Linked DNA regions of Zea mays: all the other regions are linked to region 3. The links are chromatin contacts, called in public Hi-C maps. All regions are on one chromosome and are shown on one strand. Each heading gives the region's core, a stretch centred on a gene start, on an enhancer-like site or on the middle of the called end of the contact. The rest is flanking DNA. Distances are from core to core; before and after follow the strand shown.

Region 1 (5,072 bases), core at 1,210-3,709, 230 kb after region 3:
TCTCGCGTGTGTTGCTAGAGGCATATTCAGTTTTACCATTTTGTTTGCATTGTTCATATTTGAACAACTTAATTTAGAACAGAAACTGCAAATCAAACGTAGAAACTTGCAAATAGGCTTTCACTTTTTGCTGCTCATCTTGTGAGTGCACAGATGATTCCGCTATTTCAATCCTCAGGCATTGTAACCCAAGCAGAGTGAACCGAATTCTCAAGGAAGGCACATAATTGAAGCTATTTCAAGTGATGCCTACATCGGAATTGAAAATAATATCTGAGCATCCCAATGCCAATAATGAAGCAACCGTTTGAAAGAGGAGCTGCAGGTAATTCATGGATCCACGTAAATAAAATCCCAACATCAACAAATGCCAGTTGTACATCTGTGGATGATTCAATGAACATCAAAGGTAAAATTAGTTTACAACAATCACATTATTACAGCCCTTGTTTGTAATTCCTAATGTTCATTGGTTTCTTCAGGTGCACCTCTCCTCTCATAAAGGCAAAGCATATCCTATATCACCAAATACAAGAGCAAGTCAGGCCATGGATACAAGATGTAATACCATATGCTGCCATTATTTCAAATGGAGTAATTTTGCACACCTAAAGAAAAAACTGAAGTGTTTTTTTATTACAAGTACAAGTTTTTTCCTTCAGCATAGCTCATGACCAAACTGAAAATAAGAGCCAAGCAAGTTACAAGGAACTATTTTGCATGCTCCATTGAAGACATGAGCAAACACATAGAGCAACAACCAAAGTAGTACATGTTACAAATATCTGCAAAAGAGATGACTTCGTTCTAACTCGTTGTCCTCACTTCTCTTCTGTGCTCAGCTCCTAGCCATGATCAGATGCGCTTGTTTAAACCTATAATAACCACAGTTAATATGTAGAAACCCCATCTTTTTTTCAACGAAAAAGAACAGATAACTTTTTTTTTCTTCATTGGCTTGATCTAATCAACAAGCATGAAGGACCTTGTATTACTAAGACTTGCTAGCTGGAACTGATGATAGGTTCAGTATTTCATGGATGATTAGGTTGCACAACTAAGTGACAGGAATCCATGTCACTGAGAACATTAGATGAAAAAACTATTCGCTCAACAATTTCAAGCACCATAAGAATGCCAATTTCATTACTAAGGTGCAAAACAGAGAAATGCATTGAAAAGGTGAAGAACGATAGCACCTCATGCATCAAAGACAAACAAAAACTCTATTATTTATGCATGGGACAGGGTTTTAAATAGGCGTCACTTTTCCTCAGAGTTTAGACTTTAGAGAACCACAATATTATGGTCGACATGTAAGTTGCAAGTCTATATAGCTAAAACCAGATCTTAAGGTTTTATGGATAAAGAGGGCCAATAATGCAACAAGTGGATCAATCAACACGATCGCAATGACTAGTCCTAAAGAGGCTGTATTCTTTCTATTTACAACTAGGATGCTATCGTTGCGCCATGCACACAGCGGAGCCAACCAAACTTTTTACTTAAATAAAAAAAGACCACAAGAAACCATACCAAACGTAATTTATAGTGACAAGCTATACTGGCAATCTGGCATCAAGCTACTACAAAATAAAACAATACAATGACTGCAACTAGTTTTGAGATGAACTGCTAGCATTTAAGTTCTTCTCACAAGTGTAACTCTGAAAGGCATGTTGAATAAATTCGTTATTCATCACTGCATACATAAAGATCCCTGTTGATCAATTTTTGTTAACATTGCAAAAGGCAAAAGATTCTATAAAATATAAGCTACTATGGACGTTCACAAGTTTCCAAATTGACATGCCCTATTTCACACTGAGAGCCCCCGATAAGTCAGAATGAACACACAGTCCTAATTCCTAAAGCGGTAGCTCCTATATGAACCTGACCTAAAAAACAGTCAATTAGTTGGTGATAACTCTGATACTGGACCGATTAAAATAGCTTATTTCACAACCATAGACATCCACAGTATCCAGAGCATGCAGCACCCAAGTCACCCCACAACCGGTCCAATTATTTGACAGCATGCCATTATCCCCTCCAATGGTAACAGCCCAGACAGAGGATTACCTTGCGAGAGCGAGCTCCAGCACGAGGAGTCGACGGCGATGCAGGACCTAAGCCGCGCGGCCGCCACCGCGCTGTGCAGCGGCATTAGAGTCTCCAGCCCCGCCGACGCCGCGGCCGCCGTCCTGCACCGAAACCAAACGGCCGATGTGAGCGCACAAACCAAAACCCATCCGGACCAATCGCCAAGGAGTCAGCTGGCTACCTGCGGAGGATTCGGGCGGACCGGGCAGCGGAAGGCGAGGCAAGGGAAGGCAGTGGCGCTCCGAGGACGCGGCCAGTGAGAGGTGCGGAGCGGACCGCCGACCTCACGGCGACGGCGACGGCGGCGGCTGTGCGGGACAAATACGCCATTTTCTCTCCCCCTGCCTTCTCGCGTCGGTGTCCATCGTGCGGTTGGAGAGGCTAAAACCCTAGACGCTACTTGGTTTGGGCCGACGAACCTTCATCAGGAGGAATTTGTATGGGCCGGAGGCAGAAATTTAGAAAGCCCATGGAATTCATGGAAGCTGGAGAACAGATTTGCTCCAGTCTTGTAAAAAAAACGAGTAAAATACACACTTGTCTTCCTGTGCCTACCCGCTCTATAAACTTACAAAACGTATCAACCCGATCCCCGATCCGTAAATGTTAATAGCTAAGTGCACGTGCGTGCGACAGTATCTTACACTTAAGATAGATCTTACTCAAATAGAATTACGGGACGTTTGGATCTCTTTATTTTAGAGGAATTGTAATTTCCTCAATAAAGTAATTTATTTAGTTTAAAATTTGACATTCCACCACTTTTCAAAATTAAGATATAAGTATATCTCAAATTTATGAGGTGGAAGATGAGAAATAATTTTATGCATTAATAGAATTTGTTTCTACTTTGTAACTTACATGACACTCTTCGTCTCACTCCTCTATAGTAAAAATATAGCACATAAATATCTCCGTCATCTTGCTAATAATAGTATACAAGTATATTTTGCATAAAACCGAATTAGTTTAATTGATATATGTCTAAATTCATGAGGTGGGCATGCACGGTTGGATGGCGTGGGGCGGTAGAATAGACGGATGGGACGGCAGAACGGTAGGCTCATTCTAAAAAGATGTAAGAGACTTTTTTTAAAAAAAAATGACGCAGCACGACCGTTGAAACTGATGCTTTAATATAGTAGAGATTTGATATAGACGCAAACACGCACAGAGAGGCCTAGGATGCTCACGCGTGAGCGCATTGACGCACGAAGAAACCGACGAAACTCATGTATTATATAATAGTAAAGATAAATATTTTATGTTAGAGGAGCAGCGATCCCATAACAGGCGGCTAGCTAGGGTGGTTACACCGCGCGTAGGTAGGGGCAGGCACGATATCGAGGGAGATGGTATACGCGGTTGGATGGTGTGCGGTGATAGAACGGACGATGCAGAAGTGTGGGCGGTAGAACGACGTGTTCATTTTAAAAGATGTAAGAGATTTTTTTGTAAAAAATGATGTAGGACAACCGTTGAAACTGGTGTCGTACCTCGTCACCGGGAGGAGTGGCCGGCGACGACGACGCCTCGGTTCCATGACAGGGAGTCTATTCATCGCGCTTCTACTGCCCGCTAACTCCGGTCTGCTCTCGTAACCAAAGAGAAGATAGACATGGGTAGTTGGGATTAGGTGAAGGTGACGGCGTTGCCCAGCGGCCTCACCACCAGGGTTATTGGTTTCTCTGGCATTAGGAATTCGAGCATGAGCATGAGGAGGTGTTGCAGGAGCAGGCCTAGCGGAACAGGAGCGACAACGGCGCAATGGACGACGGCGGGGACCACAAGGAAGTTGCCAGTGTTGGTGCCATCACCTGCGGTAGCTACACAAGTGGAGCACTTAGTGCATACCGAAACGGAAATGTGATCTTAAGCTATTTCTAATTGTTTTGGTGATTAAATACTGAACATATCACTTTAGACTGACTCTTGATGTAAGCATGAGCATATGTTTAGAGAAAGCAAATTGAAGACAAAGAAGTCCAAATTAGTTGAATTGGAAGGCCAAAAGCGCAACTTTTGGAAAAAGCTATAAAATATTAGGTTTAAGTACTTGAATAAGTTGCACATATATTATATTATGTTTTTTGCACCTTTATTTGGCTACTAACTCTTTTGTGCAAGAAAAGTGGCTTTTGGACTTAGTAGTGACCATATTGTAAATCCTTGAGAAAAGAAGTGAGAAAGGATTATGATTCTACCACTTAGTCAATTGTTTTAGTTGCTGACTATATTTGTCTAATTGTTAGGAAAGCTCTCAATAAAAGTCAAGAGAAGTTGGAGAAGTTTGGCTCAAAAGAGCCAAACTTAGACTGGCCTTAGACCCATCGGACTGTCCGTTGTGCACCGAACTATCCGGTGATGTGTACGGTCGAAGATGCTGTTCTCAAGAATTTTAATTATAAAATTCACCGGATAGTAAACAATACATTGTCCGGTGCACCAAACAAGGTTTTCAATGGCTCTCTCTTCGTAGGCGGGCGCCAGCCACCAACGGCTAGCTTACGTGGCAGCTGTCCGGTGGCACATCGCATTGTCTAGTGCCACACCGGAAAAGGAAGTTCGCCAATCAGATCAGGTGCCGACTCTTGCTGACTGGATTCCTAATGGCGCACTGGATTGTCCGATGATCTCGCGGACAGAGAAGTTTCCTAGCTTCCTTATGGAGAAGGCAACCGCTCCTAGGACTCTTGAGGCTATAAAAGGAGCCTCAAGGCGCCCTCTTCATGTATCCAAGCACCACAAGTGCACACTACAACTTGGAGGATCTGCGACCATGTTGTTCAGTGTTTTGAGAGAGATTTGAGCGTATTTTTGAGCTGTTACTCTGTCGTTTTGTAGTTGCGCTATTGTCTTTGATTTTGTGTGTATTGTTGCTACGTTATGTACTTATGTGTGTTTTAGCTTCCTCCCTTACTCTGATTTTGATTGTGATCATCTTGTGTAAGGCGTGAGAGGCTTCAACT
Region 2 (4,616 bases), core at 462-2,961, 140 kb after region 3:
GTAGAATAACAACAGGTGGAAGAATGATAAATCAAGAAGACTAGTGGTCATTTTTTCCATAATGAAAATAGATTACCAGTAAAAGTGCACAAAGGAAGCATGGATTCAGTAGAAACATGCACAATACCAAGGATCCACATCGTCTCCTATTCTGCAGATTAATCAATGTTCAACTTGAGCAGATAAGGCATGCAACAATGAGCTGTTGGAAGGACAGTGGAGGAAAGCCTAAATAGTCTCATCATCGTTGGCTCCTGGATCATATGGAAACACAGAAAACGGTATGTTTTTTTATGGCATCCCCCACCCCCAAGTGTTACTGCTGCTTTAGTCCGAGCGGGGAAGAGAGGCATTTTTTGGGAACTTGCAGGGGCTAAGGATATATTTTTCTTAACAGCCCCTGCTGTAGCTCCTTAGTTCTTAGCTTGTTTCTGGTAGTGCTGTTTCTTGTTTAAGTTCAATGGATCCCTAGGTGTATTTTTATTTGAGTGTGTCGGAAGGATGATTGGTGTCAAGAGAAGTCGTTTAAGTATGGAGTTGTAACGTTTCTTTGCAGCTTTTTTTGGGATTTTCGGACAGGTGAGTTCAACCTGTAAGCTGTAAACTGATGCTTTCGTCTTTGCTAATGCTAAGATTGGGGCAATGCCCTAAAGCTCTAAAAAGAAAACGGATCATCAACATAGTATTATTTGAAATGCATTTTCCATAGTATTATTATTACCACGATTAACCAAGTGCTACTGCGACAAGTTCATTAAGTGGTCATAGTATTAAGTCAGAAGGTTCAGGTTTTGAAATTCCGAGTTCGTAAACTTTAAACTCTGGTGGCCTGCACTAGTGCTGCCTCTAGTCTTTCACCACTTTGCTAATAATGGGTAACTGCAGTTAACTGCTTGCTAATAACAATCATTAATTTGGGGATCCAAACCAAAATTCCATATACAAGCATGATGACCATTCTTGTGTTGCGTCCTGTGTAATGGCCGGCTGCGAGGTACAGAACGAACAAGCCTTCTTACCTTGCTGGTCCGGACTCCGGAGGGTTGGAGAGACCGCCTTGCTGGCGCTCCAGCAGATCTGCAGCAAGAGGAGGAAGAGATCAGGACGGGGAGGATCTGAGCGGCCAGCTGCCAGCGGAGGGTCAACCCTGGTCTCCACTCCACAGTCCACGCGCCCCTCAAAAGAGGTAGTAGTGAAGTAAGGGTTGTACGCCCAGCCGCGAGGAGAAGGAGCAAGCCGGCGGCGAGGGCGGCGCAGATCCGGCCGCCGGATCCGCGAACCGCGTCCGCGCAGCACAGACCGCCGGCGGAGGGGCGCCCGCCCAAAATCGACGAGGACTCGGCCGGAGGGGGAGGGGGAGGAGGAGCTGGCGCGTAGAGCCGTAGACTCTCACCCGGAATTGCGGAGGAACTCGCCGGAGCTGGGCCGAACGTTCGCAGGCGGAGGTGGAGAGACCTGACGAGCGAGGCGTCTGGAGGCGGCGCGGTGCGGCAGAGGACGGCCGCGTGCTCGTGTGACTGCGGAGGGAGGCGTGGTGCCTGGCGCGCGGCGGGGTTCAGGGAGAAGGAGCCGCCGGTGGTAGGACGAGGCGGCCAGGATGCGGAGTCATGCTGCGGGCAAGCAGCTCGCCGGCGGCGGCAGGCGGAAGCACGCCGTCTGGACTCTGGAGGAAGAAGGAGAATGGGGTGGGGTGAAAAAGGGTGACGGGGATAGAACAGGAAAAGGGCACCAGCGAATTTCGGTCAATTCGAACAAAGAAAAAATGGAGCAAATGCACGAGTGGGTCCTCTAGATACTGGCACGAATTTAAAAGTCTTTTTTTAATTATTATTGCCTCTTGAGCCCGTGTGAGTGTGACATGGCCAAGCATGCCTGGGATAGTTTCTCGTGGACTCGTGGGTCATGGCATCAGCAGTAGAATTGCGAGTTGGAAAATGATGATACTCCCTCCGCTCCATTTTTTCCTCTAGATGTTCTTTTAGTAAATTTGAATAAAATTAGATAAGTTGGACTTCAATAGACACCACACCAGCTCTATTAAAGTGACGCATGACAAATCAACACCAGCTATGTGGGTATTCCTGGCTGATGTGACATTGGCATACTACATATTATGGATGTTATGGTCGTCATAAAATAAATTGTACTCTAGTTCTTTTTTTATTTACCGTGTTTTAATTTTTTATTTATCGTGTTTTAGTTAAAAAAAATAGCGGGCGCAACTATATTTATTTATTTATGCGTTAATATAGTAATTTACAGTTGCAGCACACGAGAAGGTTTGCTAGATACTATGAAAAGAAGAGCATTAGTCCAAATGCAACAAAACAAATGATGCGAGAAAAGAAAATGACAAAACACCCCGGCCACCAGGCCTACTGTTGTCTTTGACCTGGATCTTGGGGCAAGGTTGGTCGAGCGTCATCAACACGACCCTGTTAACATGGGTCCATCCACTTGGCAATCACCGCTGTTCAGCGCAACTAAGCACAGAGCGTACGGAGACGAACGAACCTAAACATAGCTACCACCTCGTTCACAAATATATAACGATAAACCTTTTTAGTCTCAACTTTTTGACCACTTATCTTATGAAAAAATAAAATTCTGAACCTACACTTATGGTTTATTGTGTATATACCAAACTAAATTGCAGTGAAATTAGTAAAAAAAAAATTTGAATAATTGAGACTAAAAGAAAGTAAAACGTCATATACAAGGCAAAGGCAGCACGCAGGCACCAGGCTGAGATCTCAGGACAGACTTGTGATATTTATTAATAAGTATGAAAGAGTGACGCGATGACACTTTCAGTGCCAGTCAATCTTGATTTATTCCAGACAAGACACAACGGCCTTCAAGGTAAGGTAAATATAAAAAAAGACTCGGCAACCATCAGGGAGCAGCGAAGCGATCCACGATCCACTCCAATGTCCAAAGGCAGCCAGTGATCCAATCTCACTCAGGTCCTGCAAATCTGCAGAGGAGCCACAGCTCCGGCCATCTCCTCCCACGCCGCGACCTGGACCAGGTCCGGGATGCCCTTCAGCGCCAGGAGCCGCTTCCTGCATTCCTCGGCAGCGGCGATGCCCGACGAGTAGGCGCCGTGCACGGACCCCGAGTGCTCGGCACTGGCCGCCTCGCCGGCGAAGTGCAGGTTCTCGACGGGGGCGGCGAACCTCGCGCACACGTCGGCCGGCTTCGCGACCAGGTCGCACGAGTAGGACCCCAGGGAGTTGGGGTCGGAGCCCCATCGCGACACCAGGTACTGCGTCTGCAACATACCACACCAAATGCAAACGCGTCAGCCACATGGACAACCTTCATGCTTACTAGCTCAAAGTAGATGAGTTTTACCGGTTCAGTGGCATCCGGGAGCATCTTCTTCAGGTGAGAAACGACCAGGCCGACGGCTTCCTTGTCCGACAGCTTCTCCACCTCCTGGGCGAACCTTCCGGCGGCCATGTACACGAGGACCGGATTGCCGGTGGCTTTGTGCAGGTTCAGGAAGTACCCACAGGCTTTGGGCGTCGGCCCGACCATTCCCAGCACCTCGACGTTGGGCCAAAAGACCCTGTCGAAGTGCATGGCGATCTTGTTCTCGGTGCCCACGCCGAGGTCGGCGATGGCGGAGCTCTTCCACTGGGGCAGCTCAGGCTCGAACTTTATTACGTTCGCCTTGAGCACGCCGAGTGGCACTGAGATTATGCAGGCGTCGGCCAAGTAGCTTGTGCCATCTTCAGTAGTGACCTTGACTCCATTGTGCTGGCGGGTAATTTCGGTGACCCTGAAGACCATCATCATTCATTCAAGTGAGCAGATTTATTTGTCACTGGATATATAATGAAGTAAAAATAAATGGAACTGTGGTCGTTCCTTTCAAAGTTGCCTTATACTCCTTTCTGTCTTGAAACTTTGAAAAGAACTACCACAGTTCCAATTATTTTTACTTCATTATCCAGTGATAAATAAATACTCTGAAAGTATTTTCTCATTCAAATAAAGTGGGCAAATTTATTTATCAATCGACAATGAAGTAAAAATAAATAAATACTTTGAAAGTATTTGCTAGTGCTGTGTCCACCCAACTAAAACTTCCATGGGACTATGAGTACAATGCTACAAGTTGGCAACCAGATCCAGCAATATAAGACAGTGCGGAAAAACAAACCTTTGGTTAAGCCTGATGTCAAGACCTTGAGCAAGAGCTTCAATAACAGGATAGTACCCATTTACCATCAGTCCATGTCCACCAGTAAGAACACGCTCCTGCAGATCAGAAAGGGATGGGAGATTAGTGACTGAAACAACTTGGATCAACCAGCCAAATTCTGGCAGAGAACTTAAATTTCATAGGAACTGAACAGGAATTTCAAGGGAATCAGTTTAATTTCACAGGAAAAAAACTTTCAGCATTCCAAAGGTGCCTAAGGATGTTAAAATTTGACTAGATTGTTGGCTTTCACTTCGCTCCAGTGCATAGCACGAACCTGATCCCAGTTCTTCAGAGATATTTCATCTGCATCTGCAGCAAACCATGCCTCAAGCCGGCAGACACACCATTGTAAGACCTGATCATCTAGCCCTTCAAGCCTACAAAGTGGCAAGCATATCAG
Region 3 (4,378 bases), core at 1,745-4,244:
GCACGCTCTACTCTCCTCTCAGCTCTCAGGCTCTCATAGTAGAGACTAGAGAGGCTAGCTAGAGGGCTAGCATGCACGAGTCATGAGATGCTGCTAGCTTTGATTCCTTCCTCCAATACCCACCCACACGCAGGGTCAGGGACGAAGAAAGAAAGCAGTGGCACTATGCCATGGCAGCCGTGCAGTACTGGAGTTCCTGCATGCACGCAGCCACAGCCACAGCGGCAGCGAGCCGAGGGGGAGAGGCCCCACGGGCCACGCCATGCTATGCTACTCGCCTCGACTGCTGATCCTCCCCCTCCCACTCGTTCCCCTCTGCTACTACCCTGCATGCCATGCACCGCTAATGATCGTCGTCCGCGACAAACCCGGAACCCAAGAAGACAGTGTCAATGGCAGCACCGGCCTCCCTCATCGACCATAATAATACCCACACACCACACCACGGCAGCTGGCATGCTGCACAGTAACAATGTCCACTGATCGCAACGCAAGCTCCATCTCCAGTCAACAACGAGTCAATGCATGCACAAAAAAAAGGGGAGGGAGGGAGCTCAAAGCAGATACCTAGCACTAGCAGCAGCAGCAGCAGGAGGACACGTTGTACTTACTACTACTACATGCACGCGAGCGAGACGGACCAATGCAATGCTACACACACGCTTCCATTCCACCACCTCCAAAAGAATTCGGAGTCACACAGCCTCCAACAAACAATGAATCACGCTTCACCTTATTTACATCCTGGTCGGTCGGTCGGTTTGTCGGTCGATACCTGGATCATGTTGTCGTCGGAGCCCAGATATAGCCGCCCGGCCGCGACGGACGACGGATCGCACAACGAACGCCGGCGCGGCGGCAGATGAGCCGAGCCGAGCTGAGCTGGGAGAGGTGTTGACAACGACGGACGGTCAAGGCCGAGCGTTAGTTGCCGGCCTGCCCGGCCCGATCACCGGGAGGCGGAGTCGCCGCTGCGGTGGTCGGAGACGAGGGCGTGGATGGCGCTGGAGAGGCTGTTGACGGCGGAGACGAGGCCCGCGAAGCCCTGGCGCCGCACCTCCGTGCGCTCCTCCTCCAGCCGCAGCCGCCGCTCCTCCAGCTCCAGGACCTCCCGGTGCCGCCGCTCCCGCTTCTCCTCGCACGCCACCAGGGTGCGCGCCAGCACCGTCGCGCTGCGCACCACGCTGGACCCCAGCCGGTTCAGCCGCCGCCGCTTCGGCTCCGGCTCCGCCACGGCGTCCGACCCGTCGTCGTCCTCACCGGACTCCGACGACCCCGTCAGCTCCTCCGCTGCACGTACACATCCACGATCCATCCATGCAACACGTCATCAAAAAAACGCTGCAGGGAGGGACCAGGCTGGCTAACATATATAAACTGCACAGCAGTTACTACCATATGCATTGCGACTTATGTATATAGCACACTGTAATCTACTTAAACTGCGAAAACAACAAACAGGCTGGAGTGCTGGACAACAAAAGGTGCTTTGTTAGTTCGTTTCAACAGTTGCTCCAAGCTTTCAGGCTTTTAGAATTGGATCTTGCCAATGCCTTTACAAAGTGACTGCGACCTTTGTTTCTTACTTTGCATTGCTTCGCCTGTGTAGTAGTTCTTATACTAGCCACATGAAATCTATTTTCTCATTTTATTTTGTCATCTATCTCTGCAATGCAAGTAAAACCCTCCATAAACTATAGAATTCGCCGCCTACTTTGCCCTGCATGCATGAGCTGCGCTGCACTCTGATGAACGCTGCTTTATTCTCATCTCCCAGCGCTATCACCACTGCCACCCACCGGGGAAGAAGGCACAGTAAAAAAAAGTTAAAAAGCGAGCCCCCCTACCCCGCCTGGTGAGGTAAATAATTAGACCAGCTCGAGGGAGCATCTGATCTCCCCCAATCATAACGCCTGGCTCTAAGCATATAAATAACATCGTGGCGATCCAGGGGCCCACGTGTCAGTTGAGACGAGACGAGACGACAGACGAACAGTAAATGGAACGGGTAGATAGATGTAACAGCAGCTTGGTGTTAAGTACGGGCGCGGCGCGCGCCGACCGACCATACCGGAAACGGACGTCGCCGGCGGAGGCACGGCCGCCGGAAGCGGCAGCGGAGGAGGCGGAGCGCGGGGCTGGACGATGGGGGGCTTCGGTGGCGATGGAGGAGGAAGCGGCGGAGGCGGAGGCGGAGCAGGCAGCGCGAGCTGGGGTGGCGGCGGGGCGGCCGTGATCGCCGCGCCCCCTCGGCGCGCGGCGCGGCGGGAGAGCACGTCGGTGAGCGCGTCGAACACCTCGGGCGCCAGGTTGGTGGGCAGGTTACGGTCCTTGCGCTCGTGGCGCTCCATGGCCCAGTAGGACGGGAGAGCCCTCGTGGCCGGCGCGGCGGCCGGCGCGGCGGCGGCGGCGCGGGACTCGTAGTCGCGGACCTTCTTGTAGTCGCGGAGGAGGTTGTCCCACTTGTCGTTGCACTGGTTCTGGCTGCGGAGGCAGCCGTGGTTCCAGCAGTAGTTCTCCACCCACTTCCAGCGCTGCTCCGCCGAGCGCGGCGTGGTGGGCGACCCGGCCAGGGCGTGGGCGTGGGCATGGGCGCCTCCGGCGCGGCGGTCGTCGTCCAGGCGCTTGGCCGTGATGAGGACGAGCGTCTCCTGGAGCGTCCAGTTGCCCTTGCGGTAGTCCCGGGGCGCGGACGCCGGGGACGGCGGCGGGGCCGCGAGCGCCGGCGACGGCGGCGTCATGTGGCCGTGCGCGTGCGGGCGGAGCAGCGCGAGCGGGGACGCCCCGACGCCGGACGAGGACGACGGCGACGGGTCGGAGGCGGCGGCGGGCGTCATGGTCGCTGCCGCCGCCTTGGCTACGGTGTTGTCCGACATGCGACGGCTGCAGGCGTGGGTGGGTGGCTGGCTGCAGGGCCGCTGCTAGCTACGGCATCGGGTCGGGACGCGACGAGCTAGGGGAGGGCGGTGTGGTTGGGTTTGGGTCGGACGCGCGGCGAAGGCTGGCGAGGAGGCCACTGGACTGGGCACCCCCGTATTTACATGGCCACGGCGTTGTGCTGGCCTGGGTTTAGTGGTGGCGTTAAGCTTTAACCCACCCAACCAAAGAGGTGCACTGTACGCACGCAGCAGTGCAGTTAGAGGGCGTTTCGCTTCGGATCGGGCGCAGCGCAGTGCAGTGCAGTGCAAGGCTTGGAGCGTGGCAGTGGCAGGCAGGGCGCTCCATGTGAGTGGGGGATCTCATCGGCCGCGCCCGGTCAGGCTCGTTCACGTTCCCGGCTGCTCATCCCTCTCGCCCGCCCGCCTCCTGCTCGTTTCCCGCGGTTCCTTTTCAGTTTTCCCAGTAACCTTTTTCTTCTCGTGTCGTCGTTCACAACGCTTGCACGCAGACGCAGACGCTTCTGTTATGCTAGTACTTATCACCGGCCTCGAGCTAAATGGCTGGGGCTGGCGAGTGAGCAGTGAGCGCTTCTGTTCGGGGGCTTGGTTGTCGCGGAGCCGAGCACCGCCACCGGGGTGTCCCGTAGCTGCCGGCGTGCCGCGTCCTCACCTCATCCTCTCCGTGCAGGGGGACCCCTCCCAGCAGTGACCGGCCACGCCACTTCTGAGCGCGTTGGCCCTGGCCTGTTCCGCTTCCGCCTAGGAAAGAGGACTCGCTGTTGGCCTGGCCAGGCCGGGCCGGGGTGTGTGTGATTGTGCTTGTGCGTGCCTGTGTGCGTGCTTGGACATATGCGGAGCGAGCGTGCTGCGCCCGGAACAGTCGCGCCACAGGTCCTCTAACAGTAAAAATAAAAAATAAAAACGGAAGAAAAAGAGAAAGGAAAGAAGCCAACCCCCCCCCACAGCACAGCAGTGTCGTTTCCCCCAGAAAGAAGATGGTGTTACGTGTTTACATGCATGATGGATCTAGCTAGAGCTAGTTAGTGCTATTATGTGCCTATAAAAGTATCTTAGTAGCAGAAGAAGACGGTGTTAAATTAACTATGGTTCGACGGCAATCATCTACTCTACTTGCCAAAAGTTCCCCCCACAAGTGGTTGCGATCACCACGGGGATCGGAGCAGCAGAAGCACCCCTCTCCTCCTAAACCTAGGCCGAGGTCCACCGCTGTTCATGAACTACTCTGCTAGCCGTAGTAGTACGTGTTGTAGAGACGCGGCGCTTGGGCCTTCTGCTGCCCTTTTCAGCGGCAGCGTCGTGTTCGTCCGTAGCGGAACGGGAACCCCACAACACCTGACCACACTACCGTAGTCATTCACCAAATGGCGCCTTTTTTTTTTTTTTTTTGGCTAGCAGCTAGGACTAGCGCAGCGTGCTACTGCGATGCAGCCGCGGTATAGGCTGGATTCTTGGGTTGCCTTTTGTATCGTAAACAAATA

Evidence for each region. Hi-C and Micro-C count contacts between places; a contact is called where the count stands out from the background.
Region 1: a contact with region 3 is called in a Hi-C map of leaf, with 4 times the contacts expected there. The contact joins the promoter of LOC100275186 here to the promoter of LOC100383309 in region 3. A contact is called at or near these places in 2 of 25 Hi-C or Micro-C datasets (leaf and tassel).
Region 2: a contact with region 3 is called in a Hi-C map of bundle sheath, with 2.5 times the contacts expected there. The contact joins the promoter of LOC103645777 here to the promoter of LOC100383309 in region 3. A contact is called at or near these places in 7 of 25 Hi-C or Micro-C datasets (bundle sheath, ear, leaf and 4 more).

The regions. Positions count from the first base shown.
Region 1 is chr2:2,535,152-2,540,223 of Zm-B73-REFERENCE-NAM-5.0, reverse strand. LOC100275186 reads right to left here and starts at 2,459. Exons shown (of 3, transcript NM_001149336.1): 1 at 2,285-2,459; 2 at 2,083-2,204; 3 at 390-875. The coding sequence starts at 2,433. The coding sequence ends at 856. LOC109944465 (a long non-coding RNA gene) reads left to right here and starts at 4,837. Exons shown (of 2, transcript XR_002267499.2): 1 at 4,837-5,072.
Region 2 is chr2:2,623,750-2,628,365 of Zm-B73-REFERENCE-NAM-5.0, reverse strand. LOC103645777 reads right to left here and starts at 1,711. Exons shown (of 7, transcript NM_001347050.1): 1 at 1,394-1,711; 2 at 1,020-1,077. It overlaps LOC100191603, which reads right to left. Exons shown (of 10, transcript NM_001137032.2): 7 at 4,491-4,593; 8 at 4,172-4,269; 9 at 3,358-3,787; 10 at 2,677-3,274. The coding sequence ends at 2,963.
Region 3 is chr2:2,768,337-2,772,714 of Zm-B73-REFERENCE-NAM-5.0, reverse strand. LOC100383309 (hydroxyproline-rich glycoprotein family protein) reads right to left here and starts at 2,994. Exons shown (of 2, transcript NM_001175967.1): 1 at 2,072-2,994; 2 at 395-1,290. The coding sequence starts at 2,876. The coding sequence ends at 950.